Linked DNA regions of Mus musculus: all the other regions are linked to region 2. A link is a contact called in public promoter capture Hi-C data. All regions are on one chromosome and are shown on one strand. Each heading gives the region's core, a stretch centred on a gene start, on an enhancer-like site or on the middle of the called end of the contact. The rest is flanking DNA. Distances are from core to core; before and after follow the strand shown. Region 1 holds the start of Eif2s2 (eukaryotic translation initiation factor 2, subunit 2 (beta)). Region 2 holds the start of Rpn2 (ribophorin II). Region 3 holds the start of Cdk5rap1 (CDK5 regulatory subunit associated protein 1). Region 4 holds the start of Cbfa2t2 (CBFA2/RUNX1 translocation partner 2).

Region 1 (3,447 bases), core at 10-2,509, 2.4 Mb after region 2:
TTAATCAATTAATTGATTAATTTAAAAAGATAAAATCTTATGTAGTCCAGGCTGGTTATGAAATTCTGATATTCATGCCTCTACTTCTCAAGAGCTAGGATGGTAAGTGCTACCACACCCAGCTCAGACAGACCATTTTGTAATTCCAGTAGACCAAAACAAAGACAAACTCAGTAATCAGGTATGAATACAAAAATCAATCAAGAAGAACATTTTGCCAACTACAAAAATCACTAAGTACTTTCCCCATCTCTTCTAACGTGAGGGCTTTTTTTCACTAATCATAGATTAATCCTCACTTGATTCTTTTTATGCAAGAAGCATTAAAAACTTGATAATTACTCTCATCTCCTGATAGCATCTACTTACTTGAGCAGTCCCTTCAGTCACCTGAGTGGATCACCTGACGCCCCAGCTGAGCATTCTTTCAAACAGTGGGGCTTTGCAGTTCCCTGTGGTTACAAACACAGGTGTTTTTTTGTTGTTTTGTTTTTTAACTACAAGCGCATACTCCGAGGCCTTCCTAAATGGCAGCTGTATCTCCCCAGGGAAAATAGATGATACATCCAGAATTGTCTAGCAAAGACTCCATAAACAAGGAGTCATGTACCATATAAGGAAGCTTTAGTCAAAAAAGGACACATAATTAATAGTCCCAGATGATTATATCGCCTAGGACGTTGTAGTGTCTTTACTTATATGGTATGAAGTTCGTCAACAAGTTAATTACCTACTCTACACATTTCTCAACATAGCCCCTTTATTGAGCTAGTTAAGACTATTTCGAAGCTTCCTGACAGACTGTAGCTTGCTGGGCTGTTTCTCCTCAGAGGACGGCTTCGTTCCTCGGTCTAACTATGGAAAACCAGGGAAGAATCTTCTGAAGTAAAAAGCTAGAAGGTTAAACTTCTCACGAAGTGAAACGCTTCTACTGAGGTGCATTCCTCGAATACTAGACCGATTCTAGGGGAAAGCGTGAACTCAGCTCCACGGGTTCATATTAGGGTTTCCACTAAGTTAAACCTGAAAAATGGCCCCAAATTCACTTTACAAGCAACACAGCACTTTTCGAACCTCTTAGGTAACCAGCAGCACAAGAACCCGAACATCCTGACATGTTTAAAACAGTCGTGCACGCCCTCGAAACTCCCGAAGCGCACAAGCGCCGGTCTTTTCTAGCCAAACTACAAGTCCCAGTATGCCCGGCGCCGGGGAGTCGCCGAATAACTCGCGCCACGAGAAGCACGTAAGGTTGGCTTTACTGTACGCCTGCGCTTTGGCGAGCTCTGCGCAGGCGCACTTCCAACGTTTGAGAGGAGGGCGGGGTGTCGCTCCCTTTCGCTGATGCAAGAGCCTAGTGCGGTGCTGTGAGAAGTATCGGTGGGAGCTACGCTGACTCCGGGCCGTGAAGCCGACCGGTTTGACTTTTCATCCCTGCCGAACCCGCTCGAACTACAGCCATGTCCGGGGACGAGGTGAGAGGCTGAGCTGGAGTTAGGGCTAAGGACTGAGGCAGGAAGCCGAACCCACACCTGTGTGAGAAGCCGGGCCTGCGGCCTAGCTGTAGCCGGCCGCCATGTGGAGCAGCCCGGCCTAGGCGTCCCGGAGCTGTGGAGCCGGCGAGGACTCTGGATCCTCAGACTTGGTCTCCCTCGGCTCTCCTCAGGGCGGCGGCGAGGCCTGTCTCCCACGGTGATCGGCGTTTCGGAATGGAGAGCGTGTTGAGCCGTCCTCTCGGAAAGGGGTTGAATGCCGAGTTAGTTTGCCCGGCCGCCCCGGCATTCCTTTCCTCACACACATAGCCGCCTCGGCTCTCACGGCTGAGGGGTCAGGGTGCCCTGCGAGGCCCCTCTCGGTTCCGGTGGAGCACCGAGGTTAAAACTTTGTAGGCTGCCTTTTCCGGGCGGATATCTCGCTCCCGTTTCCCGCTCGAGGCCTTATTTCTTAAGACAGGAACCCAAAGAGCCAGAGGAGAAGATATTTTAAGTCTCAGGAAGTGACCACCTTTCGAGAAAAGTTTTCGGGCCCGAGTCCCAAAGTTTCCTTTACAGGCGAGGTGAGCAGGAAGGTCCGGCTGTGAAACTGACTGGGTTTGGATCTCAGAATTTTTCAAGCCCCGTCCCCCGTTTTATTGTGTCTTTTTTTTTTCTTTTAAATCTTTTTGGGTTTTGCCTTTTCCAGATTTATCCTAGTTCACATACCATTAAATGACTTTAAAGAAAAAAGAGTGGTCTTGGCTTAGATATTGCTTAGCATTGGGCCTAGAAGCCTAATCCTAGCCCCAAGGAAGTACTTTACGAAGAATTTGTGACTTACTTGACTTACAGGCCTAGGGGAGGGGTAAGAGGAATAGTTGAAGGTTCTGTGCAGAGTTGGCTTTTGAATGGGCTCTAGAAATGATCAGAATTTTCTCAACCAATGAGAAAACTGATCACAAGGCGTTTATGGTCAAGAAGGGAGAAAGTGCATAGAAAGTGAAGTATTCACTAGTTTGGTTGAAGTAGATGCTGGTTAGTTTATGGAGGACTTAGGTAACTACATTAAGGAATTAGAGATTTGTTTCATGGGAACTAGTTCTAGTTTAAGTTGGTTTCCAGGGTTCAGTAAAATAAATTCCTGTAAGTCCATTTTAGAGATGAGCCAATTGGAGCTTAGAGTTGTACAGTGCCTCTAATAAAATTCCAAGTGCCTGAGCTAGTAATAGAATCCCAGCTCTGTGCAGTATGCCTTCATCTAAATGACTAGGAGGCTCTTGCAAACTCACTAAACTCTGGAAGAGATAGATGTTTCTTGCTTGAAAGACACGTTAGACATTGCTCTTTGCTACTGCATTATGTGTTAGAAAAGTTCAGAAAGTGTTTAGCCTTTATTTCTACTCACGTTCCAGACTTAAAAATAACTACCTATATACAGCTGTGGTGTTCTGTGGTAAAGTGCTTATGGGTAGTAAGAGGTAATAGATAACACATGTAGTAACCAAACTTCGTAACTTAAAAATAACTACCTGTGTATTGTTATATTGTTCTGTCTATTGCTTCTGTGGTAAAGTATGGTGTAGGAAGAAGTAATGTTTAGACTAGTTTAAAGTTTTTTTTTTTTTTTTTTTTTTTTTGGTTTTTCGAGACAGGGTTTCTCTGTATAGCCCTAGCTGTCCTGGAACTCACTTTGTAGACCAGGCTGGCTTCGAACTCAGAAATCCGCCTGCCTCTGCCTCCCAAGTACTGGGATTAAAGGCGTGCGCCACCACGCCCGGCCTTAAAGTTTTATTGTTTTGAGAAATGTTACTCCATAACCAGCTGATCCAAATTTGCCATCAAGTTAAGATATTTTCTCCTCAAAAGTATGTCAGTATCAAGTTTGAGGACAACATCCCTGCCTGCCCCCCTCACCGTCCACCACACACAGTAAAGATAAGACTGAGGATGGCTTATTCTTAGTGTGCTAGGC
Region 2 (3,168 bases), core at 97-2,596:
TCTGTGTGTATTGTGGTACATGCACATAAGTGTATGCCAGTGCACAGGCATGCAGAGGCCAGAGTAAACACAGGATGACTTCCTCTGATGTTCTATGCCTTCTTGCCTTGAGGCAGGGCCTTTTCACTGATCTAGAACCATTTTTGCTAGACTAGATGGTTACCTCTTGGGATCTGCTGGTCTCTGCCCTCCAATGCTGGGGTTACGTGCACAATGCAGCCAGCCATACCCAGTGCTAAGATTTGAACTCAGATCCACAAGTTGCACTGAACCAACTCCCAGCTCCCTAGACCCTATCTAAGTAAAGAAAAGAAAAAAGGTTCTTAAGTAGGTGCCCACTCCCTTGCCCTGAGACAAATAACTGAAACTCAAACTTAAGTTTCAATGCAAGTTCTGACTTTAGCCACTTTACCAACAAATAAAATAGTGACTTGAATACACTAAGATTCCCACCTATCCACTCAGAATCTACCAAGCATTGAGTTTTGCCCGGCACTGTTAAAAGCAAGCACAGAAATATCATTTAACACAACTCTTGCGAAGCAGATACCAGATGAGAAACTAAGCTGTTGAGTCCCTGGCTTCTGTTCTCACAATCAATACGTGGCCGGTTACAAGTCTGCACCCGTAATATCACTTCATACCCTAGGCTTTCAGCTCCCAGACAGACCTGTGAGTCTCCTGTCCCTGTCAGGGAAAAGGAACCTAGAAGTCGAAGAAAGTCTAGTGACATGCTCAAAAGCTTTCATGATGCCAGGGGTGGCTCTCTGTGACAGGCGTAGGCCGCTGGTACTACTCGAATGAATGGAGGAGGCCAGGCTCGGGCTCCGCGCTGCCCGGGCTCGCGCTCGGCCTTGCGGGGACCCGTAGTCCCACGTCGCACGCCCCGCCACCAACCCTTCGGGTCCCCAGCACTTCACCAGCTCGCAGCCTCCGCCACACGCTCGACCCCGAAAGCGCCCGTGCCCATGCCCCTGCCCCGTAGGGGAGGGGAACCGCGCCTAGCCGGCGCCCGTGTGGTCCGCACTAGCCTCCCGCGGGCGACGCCCCGCTCCCCAAAGCGTGTCGGCCGCGGGGCCCCACTATTGAGCCATGCGCAACGCCTCACCCGGCGGCGCCATTCCTCCGAGCAGGTCCCACCGGAGCCCGAGCAGGCAGACTTCCGCTCCGGGAAGTGGCTCCAAGAGCGCGCCGGAGGGGACGCCAGGGACCCGCGGCACACGCCACTTGCCAGAATGGGCTCCCGGCAAAGGTCAGTCGCGGCGGTCCCGCTTGGCAGGGCCGTGCCCGGCAGCCGCAGTGTGGGGCAGTTGAGTCGCGGCGTGCGAACCTCACTCACGGGTCCTGCTTGCCAAGCCGTCCTCTCCCCCGCGCCGGGACCCACTTGGAACCGACCGCCTCTCAACCGCCCTGCTCACGCCGCCACCGGGACCCGATTGGGCCGGGCCTTGGGGCGGGCCTAAGACGGGGCCACCTCTGATTGGCCAGTGACAGTGACTGGCCGGACGCGCTGTCACTCACGGTTCTCTCCCGCAGCCCGGCCAATTTTAAAAGGGTCCGGTTGGGAGGGGAGCGTTATCGTAACATTTGATTTTATCCACTTTGGGAAATTATGGTTAATGCATTACTTAGATTATTAATAATTGGCTGGTGAGTGAGGGTTTATCCAGTTTTCAAACCTGTGAGCTATACAGGTAACGGAGAGGAGCGTTTTAAAATGTTTGATTTTTTTTTTTTGAAAATTTCATACAATATATTTTGATCATATTCATTTCCTTCCCCCAACACCTTCCATATCCTCCCCCAACTCCCTACACACCCAACTCATGCTCTATTTTTCCTCTTTCTAAAGTAAAAAACAAACTAAGCATGGAGTCCTGCCCTGGAGAGTGGTTGATATACCCAGTCACTCCACTGAAGAAAACTGATTTTCCCTCTCCCAGCAGCTATCAGTTATGAATAGTTTTGGCTACAGTTGGGTCTTTTGTGCCCACTCCCCCTTCTCTGTGTTTTGTATGGCTTGAGCTTTTGTGGGTCTTGTGCATACTGACACAATCCCTGAAAAACTGCTTATTGGAAGCCGTTTATCACCCCTGGCTCTTAAACAATCCTTCTCCTCTTCCACATAGACCCACGCCCATGAGCCCTGAGGTAAAGGGGATGCTGTAGACATCCCATTTAGGGCTGAGTGTCCCAAGATCTCTTATTCTCTGTGTGTTGACCAGTTTTGGGTCTCCGTGTTAATTGCTGTCTACTCCAGGAAGGGTTGAGGGATGCGCTGGTCTGCAAATTTAACAGACTCAAAAATGGAAGCCAGAACTAATGTGTAGCTCTGATTACCGAGCTCACAATATAGGCAGAAAGAGTACTGAGCACCCTACATATGTTATCTTATTTACTCTTTATTATTATTCTGTGAAATGTTACTTTTAATACTTTAAAAGGAAGGAAATATTTCAGCCCTTGCGTTCTGATGACAGCCTAGATGTGTGCTAATTAACTATTGTGAACATGTAGAATTTTGCAATACAGCAATGCTGCTTCTCTTCAGTATCACTCCAGATATGTAGCGGGGAGTCGGACCACTCCTCCATACAGCAGTCACTAGCTCTCTGCAGTAATTTCTCTTTGAACTTAGTCCAATTAAGTAAAATTTAAGCTTCAGCTCCTCAGCTATACTATGCTTCTGATCAGCCAATGCTGTGCTCAGGGTAGCTGGTGGATCTTGCACTGAGTAATTTGAAATTACAGGACAGATATTTTCATTATCCCAGAAAGTTATATTGGGTAGTGCTGAACTAGGATATATTTAAAGAACTCTACCAGTTCAGTAATAAGACAAGCCAGTGGTGTGCTAGAGAGGGAGCCAGCTGTTAAGTTTTTTGGAATTTTTGCAAATAGCTATTTAGGACATTAAATTATATAGTCATAAAGTGAAAGAAAATGTGCTGGAAATTAAAGTCTTCATTTCCTGATCTCACGACATGTTAGCATTGTCGCAGCATTTGTCTTGTCATTGCCTATATGTATGTAATACCTCATTGTTGGAGATTGGTTCTAATGCTTTGATTCAGTCTGCCTGTCCAAACGCTAAAGGTCCTTGTCCACAGTTGGTTTTTGATCCATCAATAAAGATGCCAGCAGCCAATGGCTGGGGAACAGGAGTCG
Region 3 (3,177 bases), core at 88-2,587, 2.9 Mb after region 2:
ACTTTAAAACTAATATTTATGGTGAAGCTTGGAAAAAACACTTATGCTACATAGGGTGGTTCTGACCCCAGGGCTCCGATCTGGCTGAATCCTGTTCTCAGCATTTTCTTGAGTGTAGGGACTATGGGTTCGGTCTGGGGGAGAAGAGGTATTTTGGCTAGAGTCAACAGGGAAGGGAGAATGGCTGAGAGGGCCAGGGCAGGAATGTGACAGGAGTAGGGTAAGGAGGTAGTGAGGAACAATTAGGCTGTTCAGGGCCATCTGGGAGATCCAGGAAAGACGAGGCCGTTCAGAGCTAGCCACAGAAACCACTGGTTAGCCTCTTTTCTATTTTTTTTTACATTTATTCTATTCCATCTGTCTGTCTGCCTGTCTGTCTGTCTATCCATCATCTACGAAATTTTACTATGTAGCTCTTTCTGGCTTCGAATTAGCCTGCCTTTGCCTCCTGAGAACACCGAAGTGTGCTACAGCGTCCTGAGACGTCTGTGTGTGTGTGTGTGTGTGTGTGTGTGAGAGAGAGAGAGAGAGAGAGAGAGAGAGAGAGAGAGATGTTGCATGTCCCATGGCCTATCTGTGAAGTTCAGAGGGCTTGTGGGAGCCAGTTCTCCCTTCACCTTGTGGGTTCTGGGGATTAGACCCCAGGTCGTCAAACAGCAAGTGTCCTACATGCTGAGCCATCTCACCAGCCCCATGGTGGCCCTTTTCTTAAAGGGTCTGGTGAGGAGAGGGAAGGAAAGTACATATGGCAGGAGGGAGCTAACGGGTGACAGGCTTGAGGAGAAGTCAGAGCTCCTATTTTCCAGGGGGCAGAACACCCCTAAGAATCCCTTACTCTCTTGGGGCAAGGGCAGATACAGACTCTGAGACTGCCCACCTGTTTGTTTGTTTGTTTGTTTTTCTAATTAAAAAAGATTTATTATGCATAATAGTACAGTGTCGCGGTCTTCAGACACACCAGAAGAGGGCATCCATCGGATCCCTTTACAGATGGTTGTGAGCCACCATGTGGTTGCTGGGAATTGAACTCCAGACCTCTGGAAGAGCACTCAGTGCTCTTAACCGCTGAACCATCTCTCCAGCCCGCCTACCTGGTTTTAAGCTTTACTTAACTTTTTTTTTTGGGGTGGGGTGGGGTGGGGGTGGGGGGCGGTATTAGCATTTAAAGAAGTAGTAGGTCTCACGGCTTTATTTTTCAAAGCCAGGGTCCTGGGACTCGAAGCCGGCAGGAAACACTACCATTAGAACACCGCGGGCGAAAGTCACGGCGGAACAGAAGTTGCACGCCTAGGCGCGCAGCGGAGGACTCCTGAGAAGGGAACCCACGCAGATCGACAGTTTCCGGTTTCGGACGCGGACCTTGCAGTTGTGGGAGGTGAGAGGCTTGAGATTGAGTTTAGTGTCCTGCGGGTGACCCGCGGTGGCGCAGGGCGGGCTCGCACCGTCCAGGAAAAGCCAGAAGCGCTAGGAGAAGGTATCACTGGGCAGTGTTAGGCCTTGAGTAGGACCGCTGCGAGTGTAGCTCAGCCCCGCTGCCGGCTCTTGGCCAAGTCACAGCGTCCTTCTAAGCCCTAGTATTTGCCCTGTGAAGCAGAGATGGGGTCTGATAGACCTCGGAGAGGGGCTACGGGGCTCACGCAGTTGCCGCCGCCACGCCTAGCACTCACACGCTTGGATGTGGTAGGTGGTTCCGCGCTGTGCTGTGCAAAAACTTGAAGCTTTTGATCCTTCCACCAGGTTCGTCAGAAAGGACCGTTCCCCACCCCAACACTCATACATGAAGACGCGCCCAGAACCCGGCCAAGGTCCATGCTTTGAAATGAAGTGTGGGCTGCTAGTGAATGATTGTGAGCCACCACTTGGTTGCTGGGAATTGAACTCAGGCTCTGGAAAAGCAGTCAGTGCTCTTAACCACTGAGCCACTGCTCTAAGTCCCCCCCTCCCCCAATCTAAGTTTTTAATGTGTAATTCTTATAACATCTGGCAAGGGGTAAGGTCCTATTGTACTTTTTTTTTTTTTTTTTCCAAAATGGATATGACATTTGTAGTCCAGAGGTGGAAATTTGACTTGTAAAAACGTGGTCACACAACAATTAAAGGGCAGAAGTAGATGATTTGAAAGCTCACACCTGGGCTGTTAAGATGGTTCACATACCATAATATGCATAAAAATAAAAATGTGAAAAAAATTAAAACTCAAACCAAAAGTCTCCTCTCCGACAAGAGAGTAGGTTGGTGTTTTTTTTTTTAATTACATTTTATTTATTTGGTTTTTGTTCCTGTGCTCATGCACATGAATGTGCCATACATAGTGTATGTGTAGAGATAGAAGAATCTATGGAAAAGAATTCTTTCTACTGTGTGGCTTTCAGGGAGTCAGGCTTGGTGGCAGGTGCCTTCATCCACTAAGCCATGTCACTGAGCCGCCTTTATTTATTTTCACCTGTAAATTAGAGATATAATATATTTTAAGAGCCCTCACTGTTGTCCAGGCAGTCCTGGGCTCAAATGATCTTCCTGCCTTAGCCTCCCAGGTTACTGGGAATATAGGTTTACCATGTTTAGATTAAGGTAAACTATCATAAAACGTACCTTAAGGGAGGTGGTGGTGCACACCTTAAATCTCAGCACTCAGGAGGCAGAGACAGGCTGATCTCTGAGTTTCAGGCCAGCCTGGTCTACAGTGCAAGTTCTAGGACAGTCAGAGCTATACAGAGAAACCCTGTCAAAACAAAACAAAACAAAACAAAACAAAACAAAACAGTACCTTGGAACTGGGTTGTGATTCTGGCATTTGGAAGACTGAGGTGAGAGGAATGAGAAAAGTTGGAGGTCAGTATGGACTTCATAGGAAGATCTCAAAAAACAAACAAACAAACAAACAAACCTAACCTCACATAACCTCACAATCTGCCCAGCCTGGACTACGTAGGAAGTTGAGTTCCAGGCCAGCCCAGAATAATCCTGAGATTAAGTCTCAACATCTCTTATGAGCCCTGCTCCCCCCAAAAAGCATTTTTCTGTTTTAGCGAGGAGGAGTGTCCAGAGCAGTCCTGTATGGAGTGTGCCGTAAATACTGGTGTGTTTCATTCCTTTGCAGATTTGGGGCTGCAGGTGCCATGCATCCTTTACGGTGTGTCCTCCAAGTACAGAGGTTGTCAGCACCATTCACCTCCA
Region 4 (3,432 bases), core at 283-2,782, 2.8 Mb after region 2:
CTTTTTCCATTCAATTTGGAATGAGAGCCCAAGAAAAAGGCTGTATGAATCCTCCGCTATAACTGCTGAACTGAAGAGCAAAGAGGGGAGGGGCTAAAAGCTCTCAAGAGGCCTCATTTTATCCTTGCACAACGGACATCCTGCAACACCTGATGTTAGCTTTTATTCATTTTTTTGTTTTATTTTTAGGGTTTTGTTGTTGTTTTTGTTATTTTGTTTTGTTTGGGGCAGGGTGCCACAATGTAACCCTGGCTGGCCTGTATAGATCAGGCTGACCTCAAACTCAGCCTCCAACGTGCCTCAAATACCTGTTTTTAGACTGTCACCTGGCATAGACAAAGAAATATCCACAAAGCACGAGTCCCTCTCTTAAACTCAAATTCAGAATCTAGTCTGTCAAGTTTGTTGCCATAGTCTCTGGACTTAGAGTGATAATTTGTATTTAGATGATTTAATAAATATTAAATGAATCGAATGCAAATTGCCTGGTGCTCAAGTAATGTTGGCTATTACTGCTATTTTAATGACAATTAAATTTTTATTGTTCTTATTAAACGATGCCATCCCTCCTCCAAGGATCTTACAATTCTAGGAAGAACGTCTGTAAATGGGATAGCGAAATGGAGGTAAGAATAAAAACACAACTGAGTCACATAGTAGGACTAGTCAAAGACAATATTAAACAAACTAACAAAACACAACCAGACGCCAACTTCGGACTTTTCCGAGGAACACACATAACAAACTGTGATTACGATAGTGAGTTTTCACACTTGAGTATGATGTGCAACTGTGTGTTCAGGGGATTTTACTGGATTCACTAAACCCTACTACAGAGCATTCAGAGTACGTTCCTCACAACCCATTTTTCAGATCGAGCAACTGAGACTTTTGGAGCGCCAAGGTCACAGCCTACTCGCGAGGGAGCCAGGACATGAACCCAAAGCAGTCCGACCCCAGAGCCTACATTCAACAGGGCCCTCCGGAATATCAGCCCGGCATCCTCCAACATCTACCACTCGTCGCTCCAATTCCGGCGTGTTTCCCGGGACCGGACTTTCAGCCCCGATGCCGCGAAAACAAAACAATACTTCTCTCGCGGACAGTCCATAGGGCGCCCGCCAGGCCTGAGCTCCAAGGCCGCTCCACACAGTCCTGCTCAGCACCCGGAGCCGCGAGCCCCACAGGAAGCGCCGGGATAGCCCCGAGGGCCCCGGAAGGCCGGGGAGCCGCATGACCTTGGATCCAGTGCCCCAATCCCGGCCTCAGTTTCCCTGCCCAGGCCTCCCGCCGGGGGGCCTCTGCAAAGCCTCCCGCCTATGGAGCAGCAGGCCCCTCAACACACACCCCTCAGCCGTCCGCCTTCCCGCCCCACTTACGTTGGAAGGCGGCCGCTCCAGGGACGCCCACCATCGCGGAGCGCAGTCTGTCGCGAGCGCCGCTCGCTTCGACCCTCTGCCTGAGCCCTCCGCAGGCGCAGGCCGGGACCTGCACCCGCCGAACTCGCCCGCACCAGCGCCGCCGCCGCCGCTGCCGCCGCCGCCGTTAGGCCGCGCGCCGCCCCGCCCCCAGACAGCCCCGGCACGCCCCCGCCGCGCGCTCCCGCGCGCAGACCAACGCACGCGGAAGACGGGCCCGAGGGCGCTCACGCGAAGCACCGCCTCCTGACCTGGCCCGCCCCTTCCGCGCCAGGCTGCGTCCTATCCTGGAGCGGCCTGCACTTCGACCCGCCTCCCGCGCGCTATGCGTGGCCGCAGGGAGCCGCCCTTCTCCGAGCTCCAGACTTCCGGATGTGGCCTGGGCGGCAACCTAGGAACGGGGGCGGAGTCCCGGGGCGGGGCTTCGGGGAGGGACGTTTCAGGTGCAGGCCTTGTAACGCTTTGACGGTTGTATTGGGTGTTAAAATTGTTCTTTCCTCCTTTTACTTATTTGTTTTTACATTGACTTATTGCATATGTGTGCGTGTATATGTTTGAGGGAGTCCAACGCATGTATGTGAATGTCAGAGAACAAGTCGGGAGCAGGCTCTCCTTTCACCCTGTGGATCCAGCAGGTCAAATTTCGGGCATCAAGTTTGTTTGACAGCAAGCATCTTTGCCAAATTAGCTATCTCGCAGATTTCTACATCTTTTGCGGCTATAGGAATCTAAATGTTTAAAACAACTAGCTGTCATTACTGATTTCTGTATCAGATCAAGGGGCTTTGTGGGGTTTGTCTGTGTTTGTGAGGAGGGGCACGTGTATGTGCAGGGGTTTTTTTGTTGTTGGTGGTGGTTTTTTGACACAGTCTCACTTGTAGCTCTAGCTGTCCTGGAACTCACAGATAATCTATCTACCTAACTCTACCTCCCAAGTGCTTGGGACTAAAGGCCTGAACTACCAGGCCTGGTTAAGTGCAGGTTTATTTTGGTTTGTTGAAACAATGTCATAATGTACATTTGGCTATTCTGAACTCACTGACCTACACCAGGTTAGCCTTGAACCTTAAGCTATACTTCTAAGTCTATCTCCCAAAGCTGTGTCTATAACACCAGCAGGCCTCACAAAAAGTTGTTTCTGAAAAGGGCCTATTTTGTATGTCTAGCTGGGCTGGAACACACAGTGTAGCCACAAAAGCCTGGAACTCTCACACATCCTCCTCCCGTGGCCTCCCAAGTGCTGGGATTGTAAGCAAGAGTCACTAGCCTGTCTTCAACAGCTGCTTTTATACACTCTGCAATTAACCATCTCAGTACCAAATACAGTTTCTCCCCTTTTCTACACATTCGCTAGAGTCTCTCCCACTGGGTTGTCCACCTATTTCTGTTAGCAAACTCAAAACATAAATCCTCCGAGCAACCCAAGAAAGTACTCTGATCCTAGCATGAGTTCTCTGCCATTCTGTCTCTCAAAGATTCAAAATCAGGAACTATAACTAAAATGAAGCCAGCCTGGCATAGTGGCACAGACCTGTAATCCCACCCTAGGGAAACTAGCAAAATAACTGCCAACCCAAAGCCAGCCAGGGCCACATAGTGAGACTGTCTCAATACAACAAGGTCAGGCATGGTGGGTCACACCTGTACTTCCAGCATTGTTGGTAAACGCAGGACATCAGTTCAAGGTTGCCCTATATGATGATTTAGAGGCCAAACTGGGTGAGCCGCGGTGGCATTGCCAGGTGAAATGGCACACACCTGTAATCCCGTAAAGTGGCACTTGGGAAGAGATCAAAAATTCAGCTACACGCAGGGCGGTGGTGGCACACACCTTTAATTCCACTTGGGAGGCAGAGGCAGGTGGATTTCTGAGTTCGAGGCCAGCCTGGTCTACAAAGTGAGTTCCAGGACAGCCAGGGGTACACAGAGAAACCCTGTCTCAGAAAAAAAAAAAAAAAGAAAAAAGAAGAAAACAAAAACAAAAACAAAAAACAGCACACATCTTTAATCCCAG

What was found. Promoter capture Hi-C pulls out the DNA fragments that hold promoters and counts their contacts.
Region 1: a promoter capture Hi-C map of pre-B cells shows a contact between it and region 2, with 4 times the contacts expected there. The contact joins the promoter of Eif2s2 here to the promoter of Rpn2 in region 2. A contact is called at or near these places in 2 of 39 promoter capture datasets (liver and pre-B cells) and 1 of 9 other capture datasets (adipose tissue).
Region 3: a contact with region 2 is called in a promoter capture Hi-C map of pre-B cells, with 3 times the contacts expected there. The contact joins the promoter of Cdk5rap1 here to the promoter of Rpn2 in region 2. A contact is called at or near these places in 2 of 39 promoter capture datasets (liver and pre-B cells).
Region 4: a contact with region 2 is called in a promoter capture Hi-C map of pre-B cells, with 4 times the contacts expected there. The contact joins the promoter of Cbfa2t2 here to the promoter of Rpn2 in region 2. A contact is called at or near these places in 2 of 39 promoter capture datasets (liver and pre-B cells) and 1 of 9 other capture datasets (liver).

Annotation. Positions count from the first base shown.
Region 1 is chr2:154,890,718-154,894,164 of GRCm38.p6, reverse strand. It overlaps Eif2s2 (eukaryotic translation initiation factor 2, subunit 2 (beta)), which reads left to right and starts at 1,259. Exons shown (of 9, transcript NM_026030.2): 1 at 1,259-1,475. The coding sequence starts at 1,461.
Region 2 is chr2:157,277,276-157,280,443 of GRCm38.p6, reverse strand. Rpn2 (ribophorin II) reads right to left here and starts at 1,346. Exons shown (of 17, transcript NM_019642.4): 1 at 1,109-1,346. The coding sequence starts at 1,121. It overlaps Mroh8 (maestro heat-like repeat family member 8), which reads left to right and starts at 895. Exons shown (of 25, transcript NM_001039557.4): 1 at 895-1,252. The coding sequence starts at 969.
Region 3 is chr2:154,370,879-154,374,055 of GRCm38.p6, reverse strand. It overlaps Cdk5rap1 (CDK5 regulatory subunit associated protein 1), which reads left to right and starts at 1,337. Exons shown (of 14, transcript NM_025876.2): 1 at 1,337-1,375; 2 at 3,101-3,177. The coding sequence starts at 3,120.
Region 4 is chr2:154,434,584-154,438,015 of GRCm38.p6, reverse strand. Cbfa2t2 (CBFA2/RUNX1 translocation partner 2) reads right to left here and starts at 1,532. Exons shown (of 11, transcript NM_172860.2): 1 at 1,380-1,532. The coding sequence starts at 1,413.